Linked DNA regions of Astyanax mexicanus: region 2 is linked to region 1. The links are chromatin contacts, called in public Hi-C maps. All regions are on one chromosome and are shown on one strand. Each heading gives the region's core, a stretch centred on a gene start, on an enhancer-like site or on the middle of the called end of the contact. The rest is flanking DNA. Distances are from core to core; before and after follow the strand shown. Region 1 holds the start of exo5 (exonuclease 5). Region 2 overlaps abhd15a (abhydrolase domain containing 15a).

What was found. A called contact is a pair of places that touch in the nucleus more often than the background predicts.
Region 2: a Hi-C map of muscle shows a contact between it and region 1, with 8 times the contacts expected there. The contact joins the enhancer-like site here to the promoter of exo5 in region 1. A contact is called at or near these places in 3 of 3 Hi-C or Micro-C datasets (blood and muscle).

The regions. Positions count from the first base shown.
Region 1 is chr18:15,682,968-15,685,971 of AstMex3_surface, forward strand. exo5 (exonuclease 5) reads left to right here and starts at 1,332. Exons shown (of 6, transcript XM_007245926.4): 1 at 1,332-1,648. The coding sequence starts at 1,570.
Region 2 is chr18:15,743,327-15,746,077 of AstMex3_surface, forward strand. abhd15a (abhydrolase domain containing 15a) reads left to right here. Exons shown (of 3, transcript XM_007245927.4): 3 at 1,230-2,751. The coding sequence ends at 1,779. Among protein-coding and RNA genes, the nearest start is that of abhd15a, 9.7 kb to the left of the region's middle. Within about 2 kb of position 1,350, the one cell type or tissue checked has an H3K27ac peak away from gene starts, as active enhancers do.

The DNA of each region.
Region 1 (3,004 bases), core at 82-2,581:
ACATTCCTTTACCATTTAACAATGTTTATTACTGCCTTAAGTAGGATGAACAAGGATATTGGAATTATATTGGTATCGACACAAGCGACACTGGCCGCACTTCTACAACTGGCAGACACTGTAGTAAGTAATAAAGTACCGTACAAATACTTTGTTTCCTTACTTATATAGATATTTAGGTTATCTATACTTTACTGGAGAAATGATTTTTACATTTTCACACAATTATTTGAATTTTCTACATCTTACATTTTAAAAATAGTCTTGTTACTCCTATTTATTTTTTATTTGTTTTATTCCGGCTTCTCATCATTGAAAAAAAAAAAAACTATCCAGATAAATATCTCCATCCCGATAGAGTAAATTTGACTTTGATTGGATGTGAAGTATTAACATACCATTCCGACACCCTATTGGTTGATAGGCAATCCACATGCACTATTTAACCCTGTGACGTGGCCAAAGCTTTTGTTCCTAATGCCATTTTCCCCCTTAATTACTTTTACTTTTATACTTTAAGCAGTTTTGAAAGCAGTATGTTTACACTTTTACTTAAAAAATAAAGGCTTGAGTTAATTTTAAACCCTAGTATCTATGACTTCTACCTGAGTAATGAATGTGAATACTTTTCACACCTTTGGACACTGGCCAATTCACTGATTTAAAGCTCCACTAGGTAGGATTGAGATTTTGTGCTCGTGGCCCCCCCCCCCCCCCCCACCGTTGTAGAGTGTAATAAATGTTTCAGGCGGATTAGTTTCTCTTTCTCGTTTTCTGGCTTTCACAGACATATTCGGTCTCTTTCCAGCTTCTGCCAGAGCGACTGTATGTTAGTTTGTAAAGAATGAACCAGTAATCTTTGTAGAACTGTTAGAACTAAAGGTCGGAAAGCAGGTCGCAGTTCTCCCGAGCGTTGGTCGCGGCCGCCTCTGAAAACATACAAAGTCTGGTTTGAGCTCAGAGAGCACTGCGTGCTATTCCTCCTAATACACCTCAATGCAGCGCTGCAGTGAGTTTCAAGCTGTAATTTTACTTCTTTAAAAAGATAAAAAAATCTAGGAAATTCTACCTAGTGCTGCTTTAAGCTAAATTTAGTTCATTACTTTATTCGTTAAGTTATAAATGTATACTGGGGTGTGTAGTGTCTCTAAAAGATAGAAATGTTTATATGCATCAAAATCTTAAGTTTTACCTTATTATTAAATATTTCTTTACTATTTTATGTTTGGGACATTTATAATCAAATTCGATTTCTAATGTAAACACGCTGTATTAAAAACTAGAATGCGTTGCCGTAGTGATTCACGTGTGAGCCAATGGTGTTGCGGGGGCGTGCCCTAAACTGGAGGCATGTCCAGGCATAACACAAACACACAGGAAGTGAGTCAGAACATGAAGATCTATAGCTAGTAAATAGAGAGAGGTGTGAGTAAGTGAGTGATGGGACCTGTGATACCTTTAATACGCGCGTGATTATCACAACATGTGAACACGTGATTACAGCAGCAGTATAATCACCAGTACTCTGTAATAGTGATGAGAGTCTGAGCTGCTGCTGCTGCTGTTATCATGGAGTCTCAGAGTGAAGAGTGGGACAACATCAGCGACTCTGAGCTCCTGGATATCGATCTAGATCACTACAGCTCAGGTAATTATCACACCATGATCATTACTACATTAATAATTTTAAACACCAGAAATACTAACCTTATGACCAGCTAAGTTACCAGCGCCTGCTCACACTCAGTAGACAGTTGTAGATTGTATTAGCTTAGCTAGCGTTAGCTTAGTATGTTCATACAGAGAGATTTGTAAAAAAAAAACTTGCTTTAGTTAAAATTAAGAGTATTTTTATATGGTTTATTGATTTACTAATGAATCTGTAGTATCTAAACATGTATGGTCAGTAGATGTTCAGGCTCGCTGTGGTCACGAGGCGGCGCTGTTGTTGTTTTGTTGAATTATTATCACGTGTCTGCTGCTGTGTGATAAGTCAGTATCTACACTACAAGGTTTCTTCTGTTTTAGTTTGATAGCGTTAAATATGTCTTATGTAACGTATTTCAATGCTTTAGTTAAGCCGTTCTGTTTTCACATGTCCAGTCTGTTTGCTAAAATCTAGTCAAGCTTGTTTTTTGTGATATTGTCTCTTTTTCATTTGAATTGATTAATTTGTTTCACACTGCTACATATAAATTAAGCCAAATTATAGCCTACACAGGAGTTTTGATTGTGTTGTACACTCCCCTGATTGCAATATTAATGTGGTCCTAAACTGGACTACATATGGCATTTACATATCACTTTATCACTTGGAATTAATAATTTATAAAAAAAAAACTATATATAATAAAATAATAATTAAAATAATTACAAAATAATTAATCTTATAATTAATTTGTAATTTAATAATTTCCATAATTAGTATATTTTTTTCTTTTTACAGAATTCCCATTTACAGCTTCTGAATGAAACTACAATTAATTTTATATGCAATTCTGGTCAAAATTTTTAGAAAACCCACTTTAATAACCAGCAATGGTAAAAAATACAGTGTACAAATTTAGGCAGTAAATTTTTTTTTAAGGCCTTTAAAAGACCATTAAACCCCCTGTTTTTTGCTGACTCTACTCTCAGCTCAATTTGAAAAATGCCTTAAAAAAAAAAAGAGGGGTAGTTTAAGAGGGGCACTGGGTGATGTATGGGTTTAAAGTCAGAGCAGGAGTGAAAGCTGATTGAGGTCATAGAGGTTTTTTAAAAAAAATAATAATACTACTTTTAGTGTTGTAAAAAATGTAATAAAATAAAGGCATGATTATTCTTCAACAAAAAATTGTTAACACCATACAGCTGGTACGTAGCAATGGAAATAAACTGAGCACTGGAAATTGATTTTTAAAAATGTATATTTACCAAGCCTTAATCTGTAGTAAAGCAATGCTGGTACATATCATGTTACTGCAGTCTCCACTGCAGCATTTACACACTTACACACAGCTCATTA
Region 2 (2,751 bases), core at 100-2,599, 60 kb after region 1:
TGCTGTTAACTTGTTGTTTCTGAGACTGAAAACTCTGATGAACTTATACTGTGCAAAAGAGGTAGTTCTTGCTCTTATTTTCCTGAGGCAGTCCTGATGAGAGCCAGTTTCATCATAACATTTTTGATGGTCTTTGCGACTGCACTTGCAGATATTTTTAAGTTCTTTAATTTTTTTTTAAACTTAAGTAGTTCTTGCCATAATATGGAATAACATATTACTCTTAATCCATTACACTTTTGTTTAACCCTTTTTTTGTTTACTAAATAATGTTTTTCTTTACAGTTTGAATAACTTTAGAAATAATCTATTATGGAGACCAATTTGAAATAATAAAAAACCTCAGAATTTAAGGCCTACACACTTTTGACTGGTACTGTTTATCCTCTATCCTCTTGTCTTTCATCATTCGTCAAGGGATGCTGTTGGCTGGGGGTTTCTGATTGGTGGACTACTTACAGTCCAGCAGCACTGCTGTCTCAGACCCACTCCTACCAGCACAGCCCACACTAACACCTCATACACCACCACCATGCCACAGTGTCACTGTAGTGCTGAGAATAAATGAGGATAATAATAAAGTATAATAATAAAGTATGCAGAGAAACATATTACAGTCTACAGTTACAATTATAGAACTACAAAATACTCCTATATACTCAGTGGAGCTGAAATATGGACAATGGATGTAGAAACAAGGAGGTTGTCATAATAATTTAATTAGGCTGGGGAATATTAGGTTATAGGCCTATACCATACAAAAGGCTTATTAAGCCCAGCTTACTTTTAGTTTTTCTTTTTTTATAGTTCATATGAACTTGCTTGATTTATTTAAAATGAGATTAAAACTACTTTAAAAATCCTTGTTTATCATTTAAATGTACCCTTCTAATTTATAATAAATGAATAGAAATATAGAAATAAATAGAAACATGCACAACTCCCGACTACATCCTCTGTGCTACAGCCATATTCAAGACCTGGTTTCAACTTTGCATAACCAAAATTGGTTTAGCACAGCCATTTTTCAAAAAAAAAAACATTAACCTGAAGCACAACAAATTGAAATACAATATTTGCCATGGTAACCACTGATGATTATCTAGCTCTATTGATTTTTGTGATGTGTCTGTGGGGGTTTGTGAGCTCTGACCCATATTTCATTATGATGACCTGCTTTTCCTCAGGAAGAGATCGTTGCTGATTATGTTTGATTTTTTTTCCTGCAGGTACAGAACAGCGCTGAGCGAGGTGATCCACACTGACAGCCTGTTCTCCAGCAGCTCTCTGAGGTCCATGGAAGAGGTGCTCTTTTGCCAGGCTGGCCTGAAAGGGGTGCAGGTCGAGGGGGCCTGGGAGGCCTACTGGGAGCGGAACGACCCGCTAAGGGACGTGGACGAGGTGGCCATCCCCGTGCTGTGCGTGTGCAGCCGGGACGATCCCGTCCGTGGTGAGTCTCAGGCCACGCTGCCCCTGGAGCTCTTCGAGAGCAACCCGCACTTCTTCCTGCTGCTTTCTGCTCAGGGTGGACACTGTGGGTTCTCCATGTCTGAGGAGGACCCCATGCTCTGGAGCCACCAGGCTCTGCTGGAGTTCTTTAGAGCCACCACAGACTTCTTCGCCGCTGAGGAGAGGTCTAAGCTGGCGGCGAGACGAAGAGGGCTCAGTGGGGCTGGAAAGTCTTTCCGTCATCGCAGCGTGAGCACCTGCAAGAGGCAGCCTGTCTGCTCCCACAACATCCATGCGATCTACAACTGGCAAAGGTCCTATACCAGATGATGAGCACTGATGAGTTTCTTTAACTTGAAATAGGAGTTTGGGGGAGAGCTGTGTGTTGTGGACCAAGGATGCAGTGACAATCACAAAATCTTGGATATGCACGTATATTCAGTCTACACAAATATTTTTTATGTATCTGATCTGGCCAAAATTTATTTTAAAATATATTTCTTAATTTTGGGCAAGACAATATAATTTCGATATTAATATGAACAATATAAATGCCACAGATGCAAAAACTGCCAAACATGCCCACAACAGAAAAAAAAAACTTCTGAAAATTGAATTTTGCCCACTGTAATGTCTGTTAGGCCAGTGAATTTTGTTGGATAATATATTGTACTGAAATTATTGCAACTGCCGATATATTTTATTGTAATTTAAAGGTTAAAAAGTTAAAAGTTTCATGCCACTGATTTAATGATAATACAGTACCATAATATTGCAGTTACACATTACATTTTAAAAAGCAATTAACATTTAATTATTGAGACATTTTAATCAAACTATAAAAGTTCTTAAATGTCCAACACAAATAAAAACATAAAAAATTTAAAAACACAGTCATGTTAATGGATTAATCACAATGGGTACTAATGAGGTCAATAAATTACAAATTATTGAGGTCAGCAAATTATTAAGGTCATGTCCATATATAAAGTTTGATAAATTGATAATGATGTTATTGTGACATTCTCTGAAAATGTATTTTGAAAAATATGAAGAAACGTGTTTTAAAGGAGAACTCCGATTTCTCAGTTTTAAAGGAGAAAAGCGATTTATGTGCAGGGGCAAATTATGCCCCGTTAAAACCCATTCTAGTCTTTTCAGAAAAAAATGCACAAAATTACTGTAATCTCGGAAAGCTGCGGGAGAACGGAGGTGGGCTATTCAACCAAGGTTAGTACTCCTTATCATGTTTTACTACACAAAAAGTCAGTTTTACACTGGAGTTATCCTTTAAAAACATCT